Regions from separate parts of the Triticum aestivum genome. Here region 2 is linked to region 1. The links are chromatin contacts, called in public Hi-C maps. All regions are on one chromosome and are shown on one strand. Each heading gives the region's core, a stretch centred on a gene start, on an enhancer-like site or on the middle of the called end of the contact. The rest is flanking DNA. Distances are from core to core; before and after follow the strand shown.

Region 1 (5,816 bases), core at 2,379-4,878:
GTGTTTCAACCATACAATACTATTTTATCCCTAATGATACTAGTGGGGACCAATCAACATAGCTGGCCACAAGGAGCTCCCCACAAGAACCTTATTTTAACAATATTACTATGTTCACAAACAAATCTTAGAACGACTATTATAAACTCAATCCGAACACTACAAATTTATAATGAGCATATTTTCACATGCACATTTTAAATTTATAGTGCCAAGACTAAGTTTGCAAAAGTGGTTTGTAAGATCTGATTATGAGTGTAATATTGTTGGAACTAAAACTCTACACATGAGCAAAAATGCTTCCAATTAGAGGGCCATGTTTGTTGGCTCTCCTGATAAGCCAGTGCAGAGAGACCCAACCACATATCAGTAAGACCACAAGCCAAGCAAATGGCCAAAGAAGAGAGAGGATCAGGAATTTTCTAATCCAACACTCATCTTTCCATTGAAGCTTCTTTAGGCCACAAGCCAAGCAAATGGCCAAAGAAGAGAGAGGATCAGAACTTTACTAATCCAACACTCATCTTTCCATTGAAGCTTCTTTATTGACTACCCAGTTGAGAGGTAGCTTGTGGGCCTTTCAAGTCTATCCCTGTTAATACTACCTCTTCCAGGAGAGGAAGAGTCATTGCCAGCACAGAAAATGCATGACTTGTCTGATAGCATAAAGTACAAATGTGCAACCTGGACTTGCCCGTCATAGTATTGGTAAATTCAAAATTCATAACCAGTTGATACACTGGAGCTGCTACACCTCTACCATGGACAACTGACATGATCCCGTATACTCTACAACTAGCACATATGCCCGTGCGTTGCAACGGGAAAAAATGATGTTTTGTGCAAGCATAATGTCCCACAGCACCGGATTCACTATACGAAGAACATGTTGCAACGCAGCATCCTTCTACAAAATGAACATAAAAAAATATGATGCAATTTAGACGTGTTATATTTTCTTTGCTGGGCATAATCTCTCACTGATTCCATTTAAGTACAATCCTTCCTTTAATTGCCATGACGTTCTCGTCCGTTTTAGTTGGGAATCAAATTCTTCCTTTTCTAATTTAGTAGCCGCAACACATTGAAGCCTACAGATCTTTCCTTTTAATTATCCTACCTTTTTATCTCAAGTCCTTCCTTTAATTAGGCTCATCTATTTGAATATTCTATTTATTAAGACCACAATCTTTCTTTTATTTATTTCACCGGTTTACCCATAATTCTTTCTTTAATTATCCACATTCGTTTAAATATTTTGTTTAAGCCCACAATTCTTCCTTTAGCTCAGTTGCTTAATTAGCTCGCCCTAAACACGAGGGCTGCCACTTGTATATTTAGAGCGAGTTGGATTAGTAAATGTGAATGGCACATAGATCATTGGTTGTTACATCGAAGATCCAGACAGGAGGTCCTGTGATCAATTCCCACAATGTTGATATATTTTTACCCCAACTATTTTTCGTGGTCTGTATGAAAGCCCATAAAAGACCCATCAACGTACAAGTACCTGGCCCAGAAAACGAAAAGGACTAAACCAAACCAAGAATACCTATTCCCTTTAATAGTAGGTATAGATGTATGAATCAAAATTCTAAATCTGACAACTCTATAACATGCATTCTGACACATCTAGAATTCAACCTGGCTGGATCACGCCGGAGGCTAAATCTAGAGTTGACAATGAGTTTTCACTGCTATTTACAATGTGCCCGATTGTTCTCATTAGAGAACATCCAGTTGGAAAATTTAAAAGAACAAGGATTTACAAACTATAGAACACATAAGAATGGCAAAATAGGGTGGCAGAAAAATCGTAGAGTATTATGTAGTACTATTGCACATTAACAAAAGTGCTGCAGTCAAGTGTCCATGTTGGATGGCTCTCCTGATAACCCGGTGTGGAGGACCCAACTAGTACATATCAATAAGAAGGCCACCAGCCAAGCAAATGGCCAAAGAAGAGAAGGAGCAGAATTTTTCTGTTCCAACGTCTTTCAATTAAGCTGCTGTATTGGATACCCAGATAGGATGTAGCTTGTGGGCCTCTTTGTGTCTATCCCATGATAATACCACCTCTTTGGTGGAGAGGAAGCATCATCGCCAGCACAGCAGATGTATCATTTTCATAGCCTAAAGTACAAATGTGCAAGCTGGACTTGCCCCCACATAGGACTGGTAAGTTCAAAATTCATAGCAAGTTGATGCACTGGAGCTTCTATGATTCTAGCGTGGGCAATTCTAAATCTACTGGCTCCTCACACAACATGCATTCTGACACATCTAGACTTCGACCTGGCTAGAGCACGTGAGGGGTTAAATGAGGGCCTATTCTAAAGTCAATACGCCAGATTGTTCCGGTTTACAGCTCATCCAGTGTGTAAAATCTCAAGGGATTTACTATCTATATATAGGAGGATCTCAAATCTCGATCACATTTTCTGAAAATGCAGGAGGATCTCAAATCTCGATCACATTTTCTGAAAATGTAAACTAAGCCAACAAAATATTTTCCAGCCAGCAATCAGAGTAATGCACTGGAGAAAAATGCAAATAATGCAGGCGCAATCGCGTAAGAGCACACACCTGAATCGGATGCGTTTGAGGTCGTTGCCACCTTGCGGCAGCGAGACGAAGGTGATGAGGACGCCGGGCTCCACCTGCGCCACCCACTCCTTGGCGTTGTCCTCCTTGCCGCCGCCGCCAGATGACATCCCGTCCTCCTCCTCTTCCTCCTCCTCGTCGCCGGCGGGGAAGTCGGTGCGCGCGCTCATGGATGGCGTGGCCTCCCCGCTAGAGCCCCCGCCCGCAGCGCGCCGGTAGGCGTAGTGGAAGCGGTCGGAGCCCGAGGCGGCGTCGGAGCCCCGGAAGCCGCTGCCGCCGCGGTGGTGGTACGGGTGGTGCCGCCCCGAGGACCCCGCCGAGGAGCCGGCGCAGGGCTTGCAGTGCCGGTACGCGCCCGACGCCTTGAGCGCCATGTCCTTGATCTGAACCCAAGAAAATCCCCCGTCAATTCAGTCCCACCCGATCTGATGATTACGACCTCGAGACAAGATTCCAAGACCTAAAAGGCGTAACCTTCCAGACAGATTCAGACGAATTTAAAAGGTCGTCATCTCCTTTCGGCGGATGAACAGAACAAGAGAAACAGAACAAAAAATCGACATTTCAAGCACAACTCCAGTGGCAAGAGATGCAGGCACAGTCCCGGGAGCCCACCTGCGCCGTGAGCGCCTTGATGGCCTGCCGGGTGCTGGGCGTGGCAGCGCCGCCCACGCCGACGCCGGCATCGACGACGTCCTCGTCCTCCGGCGGCTCGTGCAGCGGCGGCACCCCGCCGCCGAGCTGCCTGGAGCAGGCGATGCACGTGAGCATCCCGCCGCCGGCGAGCACGAGCACGCGCGCGCACGCCCCCTCTGACCGACGGACAGCGACAGACCCGGAAAGCGAAACCGGGAGCGGCGCGCGGCCTTAAATGGTGGGGCGGCACGTAGCGTAGCGCACGGACGGCGACACGGGCGACGACGTGGCGGAGCAAGTACAGGCGCGCGCACGCCCCTCCTCGCCTCCGATCTCGAGCTCGAGTTAAGGGCATTAATGGCCGGATTAGTATATATCGCGGTTTTAATAGCAGCAGCCGCACTGCGGCACGAGCCAAGTGGGATTTAATTTATGGAGCGGCGCCTCCACTGTGGCTCGACTGGATCGACGGACCCATCAATGTAAAGCTTCCCTGACACGCCCCTGGTGGGTGGCGGGCCCCCGAGGGGCCGCGGCCGTGTGGCCACTGGCAGGAGTAGCAGTACTGGCCATTGCCATTGCCATTGCCATTGCCAGCAGAGAGAGAGAGTGAGAGTGAGTAGTAGCAGCGGCAATAGTAGCAGAACTTTTTGTTTGTTCGTGTTTCGACGGGGGTTCGGGTTTTTTGGTGGTGGGTGAAAAGGGTGAGGCGAAAGGTTCGGATATGTCGTGAGGAGTGCAATTTTTCCTTCATACTATGTGCAGTGGTTTCATATGGACTCCCGGGGGTTAATTTTAACTTAAGTTCCTGACTCTCAGATTCGCCTCGAGAGGCGTGCTCTCCAGCTCAAACGATCTTCTGAATCTCTTTTGCTTAAATATTCATAGGCTCATTCCCACCTTCGGCGCCTGGTTTTGGATCATAGTACTAGTTTGATTGCCACCGTTACCACGATGCTTTGGGTACTTGTGCCGCTCTAGACGCCTCCGTGCATTCTATGGGCAAGCAAACCACAAGAATCGACCGTTTCCAAAAGACCCGCGATATAACTTAACTTTAGCAGTAACATCGAGTCCAACTCAACAAATTTGCTTATGTATCAATGAGTTAATGAGGAGAGGGATAGTTTGAGTAACTTAGTTAGTTACTGTAACATCACATGTCTCAATACAATATGAGTCTACTCCCTCCGTCCACGAATGAGTGTACATCTAGCTTTTATTCTAAGTCAAAGTTTTAAAATTTTGACCAACTTTATAAAAAATAGTAGTAACATACATGGCATCAAATTGGTATATTATCAAAGTACATTTCAAAACAGATCTAGTGATACTAATTTAGTGCCATAAATGCTTCTACTTTTCCCTAGAAAGTTGGTCAAAGTTTTAAAACTTTGACTTAAGACAAAAGCTAAATGTACACTTATTCGCGGACAGAGGGAGTATAACCTAGTAAATTAAGCTTTGCATGTTAGCACACTTAGGTTACTACCCACTATGAAGGCAGTAACATAGTCTAGTGATATGTGTATGTTAGGCTAGTCATAGTAGGAGTAACTTAGCAAGTAACATAGCGCACTCCGAAATTTTTTTGCTTATGTGGCATGTAGTTAATGAGAAGTGGTAACATAATATGTTACTGTAACATAGCGCTTTTCAAGACAAAATGAGTCTACAAGCTAATTAATGAGGTCCTCTATGACACTACTACTATGTTACTTTGCACTATGAAGATAGTAACTTAGACTAGTGTCATATGCATGACACTAGTATAAGTTACTCCCCACTATGACCAGCCTTACTCTCTACTGTGGCTGGTCGGAAGAGAAATATGAGAGCATCTATAGCCGAGCGTCTCAAAGTCGCTTCATACATCTGAGCGGGCTGCTTGGTCACTGTCCGGTCGTAAAATTTTGATCCAGATGGCTCCCTCAAACGGTCCTCAAATGCCCGGGCTGACCGGCACCCCTCATATTCAACCCAAATATGAGGCGGATATGGGTGCCCGGGCTCACCAGGGCACGCCCGCCACGTTGAACCCGACCAAGGCTGGCCCACCTGACCCCACACATATTCCTCCTCATCCGCTCGCCAGACCAAAACTCTAGCCACTCCACTCCCCTCCGCCACCCAAACTCGTCGCAACAGCATCGTCGTCGACGTTCGCAGCTCGTCCCAGGACAAATCCATGATCAATCTGACGTCCATCGGCACTGTTCGGGTTCCGGGCTCCAGAGAGGAAGACTAGGGCATGGGAGACGGCGACGCCTTGAGTCCCGTGAGCCGGCTCGTGTCCCATGCCCTACTCTACCTTGTCAGCGACCGGACGAACACTCTAAGGAGCGCAGCTGGCCGCCGAACATGGCTAGGGCGGAGCCTGGCGAGCTGTAACACCTCGGATGCAACTTTCCATATTCGTAACTCCAACTCTTGCCTTTTCCGGAGATGTGATATGATATTTCCTTCGTGGTTGGGTTTTTGTCTTTTGTTTTGCTTTTTGTTCTCGTTATGCATCTCGTCTCATAGCATCATGCGCATTGCATCGGCATCGTTTTCATAAAACTTGCATCCGTCCG
Region 2 (5,816 bases), core at 2,285-4,784, 710 kb after region 1:
GGCGGGATTGACAGAGGCGCTAGATGATGACGATCATTCTTCCGCGTCTTCGGACTCAAGCAAAGAAGAAGATGTTCCTCGAGGGCGATCGCGGCGGCACTGCAACTTGGGTTTTTACAGGATATGAGCATCACCAATGAATTTCACTTTGTTTCTGGCCTAGAAGCGGGGAGCCTAGAGGTTGGGCAGGTTTTCCCAGACAAGAAGTCTGCTTACCAGGCAATAGATAGCTATGCAATCGCCCTCCATCGCCAGCATAGAGTGAAGCAGTCTGATAAAAAAGAGTTGAAGGTCATATGCATCCACTCCGCGAAAGGTTGTCGTGGAAGATTTCTCGCTAGACTGAAGCCTCAGGTATGTCATTCATGGCATATCACAAAAAAAAGTGGAGCATAGCTATGAGCAAACTGGGACTCTTTCAAATCACTGCAATGTGACTGCAAGATATGTGGCACAGAAGATGAAAACAATTGTGCAGGAAAGTCTCAACATTAGTATTAGACTAGCCACAGTGGGAGTAACTTCGGTAGTAACATCGAGTCCAACTCAGCAAATTTGCTTACGTGGCAGTGAGTTAATGAGGAGAGATGTAGTACCAGTAACTTAGCTAGTTACTGTACCATCACATGTCCCAATGCAATATGAGTCTATAACTTAATAAATGAAGCTTTGCATGTTACCACACTTATGTTACTACCCACTATTGAGGTAGTAACATAGTCTAGGGATATGTGTATGTTACTAGTGTATGTTACTCTCCATTGTGGCTAGTCTTAGGGCTTTGCAAAAAGATGTAGAAGATCAAATTGGCTTCCTTGTCAGCTACATCAAGGCTAGGCATGCAAAGGAAAAGATATTCCAGAACTTGTATGGAACCTATGAGGAGGCCTATTCTTATGCCCCCATGATGCTTCATCGGATAGGAAGTGCTAATAGGGGGACTCAAGTTTGGCGGAGAGAACATCCAAACCCAATGAACCCCGGTGAGCTAATCCTGAACCTCTTATTCTCGGCATTCGCCCAGACTATACAAGCCTTCAAGCATTGTTGCCCGGTATTATCAGTTGATGGTACCTTTCTCACTGGAAAGTACAAGGGCACACTATTGGTGGCAATTGCACCAGATGCAAATAATCAGCTTCTTCCTATTGCATACGCACTGGTAGAGAGCGAGAACAAAGATAGCTGGTTGTGGTTCCTGAGCTGCGTGAAGATGGGTGTCGTGAAAGAGCGTGGAGGTGTTTGCATCATCTCTGATCGCAACACTAGATTATTGAGCGCTCTCGATATAATTAAGGAGTCGTCAGAAGAGTGGGGGTGGTCGGATCTAGAGGGAAGGTGGTGCATGAGGCATTTGGCAGCAAACTTTTACTCCAAATTCAAAAACATGAATTGGTTCAAGTTATTCAAGAGGATGTGCATGCAGAAAATTGAAGATGAAATGAATGCGATCTGGGCAGGTGTCAATGGTGAGATCGAGCGCGCGACCTTGCCGTAGAGAGAAGACCGGAGGGGTCGTAGGACGCCCATAAATTTGAGCCAGTGGATCCGCGAGAATTCCACTGATTTGTACAAGTGGGCGTAGGCTCACGACACCGGGGCTCGGTATGGAATAATGACCAACAACATGTCAGAGGTGTACAATGGTGTTCTTAAAGAGGTGAGAGCCTTGCCTATCACAACCCTAATTGAAGAAACTTGGAACCGGACCCTGTCATATTTTGCAGACAGGGTCATCGTCGCCAATGCACAAGTTGAATTGAATAAGCCATGGTCTGAGAAGATGCAAAGACATCTGGACGAGAAAGCAAAAAAGTCCCAAAGCCATGGCTGCAGGAAAGTGGACGCACTTAGGAATAAGTGTGAGGTCAATGTGCGAGCCAAGTACGTTAAGGGTCACCACAGAGGATAAAAAAAGCAAGTTGTCACCCTCGGCCCAACGTCCTGTGAGTGCACTTTTAACAAGCCCAAGCTTGAGGGCTACCCTTGCAGTCATGTGCTCCCAGTTGCTATTGCCACAATTCAGTTCTCGCAACTTTATATACTTGCTTTATGACAATAATAAATTATGTAATTTTTATTCGATGTTGCTATTGCTACAAGTTGAAATTGCTAACATGATTTGTGTTGAACATTTCCATAAAGACTGAAATTGAGGCCAAAAGAATTGTTTTTTACAAAAGTACTTCAGTTGTGAATAATACATTTGTTTCTATCGACACCAATGTCCGCTTTCAGTACACATTTCATCCATCTTAAAAATTCCCTTCGTATATCTACAACACAATGACTCCTAATGTTAAGGTTGACATGATACGAGCACAATGTCAAGGCCATCTGTATTGATCCGGTGCCCATTCCCCACCACTATGTAGACGCCGGTCTACAGGTGCATGATGTTCGTGCGGGACTGCACATGCCAGGACAGGAAGTCATTTCTTTGCTATTGCCGCCCAGGAACAAAATGCATACGAGGGCATATGAAAGTTGTTGGATGACCGGAATACGTGCTGAAACTGACTATCCATATAGAACAAATGAATGATGCATGCGTGTTGAAATGCGATGACGTCTCATGGCGGGAGTTCCAGTCGCAGTCATGAACCATAATCATCACGCACGACACAACCTGAAAGTCGTCATGGTGCATGGCGTGGTTACTCGTCACCTAATTGCACCCTAATGACATGTTCCTTGGGGTAGGCGTGCTAGGGAGCGACAAAGGCAATGAGATGTCACCTAATGAACGAGGAATCGTACAACCATTAGATTATCGCCAACAGGGAGAAGGAGGATCATCATTTCAGAAGAAGGACGATCTTGCTAGGATCATTAACAAAGCGAGGTGCATGGGGTTTTAAGGGCGGTAGAAATATTTACAAGAACACAAGTCGGTGGATGATTGGACATGCCAATTGATAACATGCTAGCTTTATAAAAACTTATATGTGGCATTTGGAGTAAAAGCTTTCCCTCATGGCTCATGCTACCCAGATATCCCTCGCGTCTGGTTAAAGCCGCCGTTCTAGACAAGATATAATTAAACCTTAAAATTTGCGACTAGTAATATTTGTCAAAATTTTAAAACAGATACTTAAAAAGCGATGTACTCCCTCTATCCCACAATATAAGAGGTAGTTTTTCAAGCGTTGGATTCCTTAAATAGTTGATGAATATATATTTAAAAGAATCTAAATTATTTTAAGTCCATTATTATATGAGAATGGATCGTGCTCTGCACCTTCATGCAATGTACAGTAAATGGCAAAAGGAAAACCGTGCCAACCGAAAGATCACGTTTTAGTAAAAACAAAACCCAGAAAGATCACGTTTTGGCGAGGCTCTGCTCTGGTTGGATCGCCATTATCATTTCTGCAAGCTACGCCGGTCCCGCTTCACCGTCCCCGTCCTTGACTGCCACCCGTGGGCCCCACACATGTTCCAATCAATAGAGGCAGGCGAACTCCGCCCCCACCACCTCACCCGCACCGCGTCTTCACGAACCACAGACCCGTCCCGTGCCACCGGGCCCACGTAGGCAGGCACTCGTGGCCAGCTCGGCGCACGTACATCGGGCGCAGGGATCGCTCCGGTGCGGCGCGACGGTCGCCTACGGCCTCGAGCCTCCTCCCTCTCCCGACCTCACAAACGCTAGCCCCGCGAGGCCGCCCCGCCCCTCCCGACCTCGCCCCCTCCGCCTCCTTGGGCCCCGCCGCCGGCTTAGGGTTTCGCGGGCCGCCGCCGGCGATGCGAGTGCGCCCGCGCAGGTAGCCCCGCCCCGCCCGCCGATCCCATTCGCCCGCGCGCGCCATGTCGCTCCTACGGAGGCGGAGGCAGCAGCAGTCGCCGCCGCCGCCCTCGCCGGGCGACGACAGCAATGGCTCCGACCACGACGACAAGGACAAGGGGAAGAAGCCGGCGCAGGAGCAGCCGTCCTCCTCCGCCTCCGCGCCGCCGTCCAAGGAGGCCGGCCGGCGGGCCAAGGGCAAGTGGTCGTGCGTGGACAGCTGCTGCTGGCTCGTGGGCTGCGTCTGCTCCTCCTGGTGGCTGCTGCTCTTCCTCTACAACGCCATGCCGGCCTCCTTCCCGCAGTACGTCACGGAGGCCATCACGGGCCCGCTCCCGGACCCGCCCGGGGTCAAGCTGCAGAAGGAGGGGCTGCACGCCAAGCACCCCGTCATCTTCGTGCCGGGGATCGTCACCGGAGGGCTCGAGCTCTGGGAGGGCCACCAGTGCGCCGAGGGGCTCTTCCGGAAGCGCCTCTGGGGCGGCACATTCGGCGACGTGTACAAGAGGTCGCTTTCTCACCTGTTAGGTGTTGCATTCGCATCCGTCGCGTGTCCGTTAAGTCTCTACTTTGTTTGGTCGTTATTAGGGCTGCTTTAGTAATCCACGCTAGGATCCTTTAATAGAATGAGTCCCATGTTATTCTTTTTGGCTTGCTTTGTTGTTTGTCGAGCTTTTGGGAATTGTTTTGGCAGAGTTAGGACTTCAGGACAGCAGTCTGATTCCATAGGCTGTCAATCCCTCGTGTTCTCTAACGCCCTTTCCGTAGATTTCTTTTATATCTTATTAATGTATCTGAGCTGCAGGACTAGAGGTTCGTTCCAGATCTTCTGAAATCTGGGTCAGGCTGCATGATCCCTCAAAATGCCAAGGTGCTCAGTCAAGAACTGGGATTTAGGTGCTCAACAGAAAGTTGGTTCCAAATTTGGATAATTTTTATTACTTTCTTGATGGTTGTTTTGTTACCGTGGAAGGATTATAATTCTTGGTAATCTGAACTTGATTTGTGTTTCTTAAGCTAGTTTTGTACTGTTTAATTGTGTAAGTACTTGGATATTTATATGAAATGTTGGGTGTGACAATCACTTTCAGCTGCCTTGAAATGCTGGTTTTTCTTGCTAGCATGGGAGCAGGATTTGAGTGGGCAAGATGTGACTTCGAGAGCTGCATGGAGTGCACATGTTTTAAAACTAGGCAACATTGTGTCCCCCACTGGCTATGAGGGGATGTTGATATAGGAAAATTCTTGTACAAGAGAAATCTAGATTATGTGTGTTCAGGTCCTTTAGGAGAAATTACAATTTGCATTAGACAAAGCTTTTGATGTAGTCATGGGATGCCTTGTACTCCCTCCGTTCCTAAATATAAGTCTTTGTAGAGATTTCACTATGAACCACATACGGATGTTTATAGATGCATTTTAAGTGTAGATTCATTCATTTTGCTTCGTATGTAGTCCACCTAGTGAAATCTCTACAAAGACTTAGTAGATATTTACATCTGACTGTTTCATTATTTATTATTTAAATACTCCTTTTCTGGAAGGTATATGTTGCTTACTTTCTGGTGAGAGTAATAACGTGATCCCTGAACAGCATACCTGTTATTCCTTCTAAGCCTTGTGTTGGTGAGTTATCCCTATGTAGGAAAAGTAGATCACTAACTTTGCATTGAAGTAACTGCCTTTATTTACAGTCACATTTTGGCAGGGGCGGTAATCTTGGTGCTCTGCTTGTTTGCAGAACTTCGGATTCTACAGTGAAATATCTGTTTAGAGAAAAAGGGAAATATTTAATAAGCCTAATTTGAATCCTAAAACCTATATGCTGGAAAAAATAAGTAATGCAGTCTTTTAGTGCCTCTTGGAAAATTAGCAATCTTGTTCAGGGGCTTGTGTGTCGTGCTTTATATGACCTTAAAAGTTCAGCGCACTAGCAACTTCTTGTGGGATTAGCTGTTACTTCCTCTGTAAATTAATATAAGAGCGTTTAGATCACTAAATAAGTGACCTAAACGCTCTTATATTTGTT

Evidence for each region. Hi-C and Micro-C count contacts between places; a contact is called where the count stands out from the background.
Region 2: a contact with region 1 is called in a Hi-C map of leaf, with 2.8 times the contacts expected there. The contact joins the promoter of LOC123111938 here to the promoter of LOC123111937 in region 1. A contact is called at or near these places in 2 of 5 Hi-C or Micro-C datasets (leaf and an unstated tissue).

The regions. Positions count from the first base shown.
Region 1 is chr5B:377,488,412-377,494,227 of IWGSC CS RefSeq v2.1, forward strand. LOC123111937 (protein Brevis radix-like 1) reads right to left here and starts at 3,629. Exons shown (of 5, transcript XM_044532820.1): 1 at 3,220-3,629; 2 at 2,587-2,987. The coding sequence starts at 3,375.
Region 2 is chr5B:378,202,419-378,208,234 of IWGSC CS RefSeq v2.1, forward strand. LOC123111938 (phospholipid:diacylglycerol acyltransferase 1) reads left to right here and starts at 3,535. Exons shown (of 6, transcript XM_044532821.1): 1 at 3,535-4,295. The coding sequence starts at 3,811.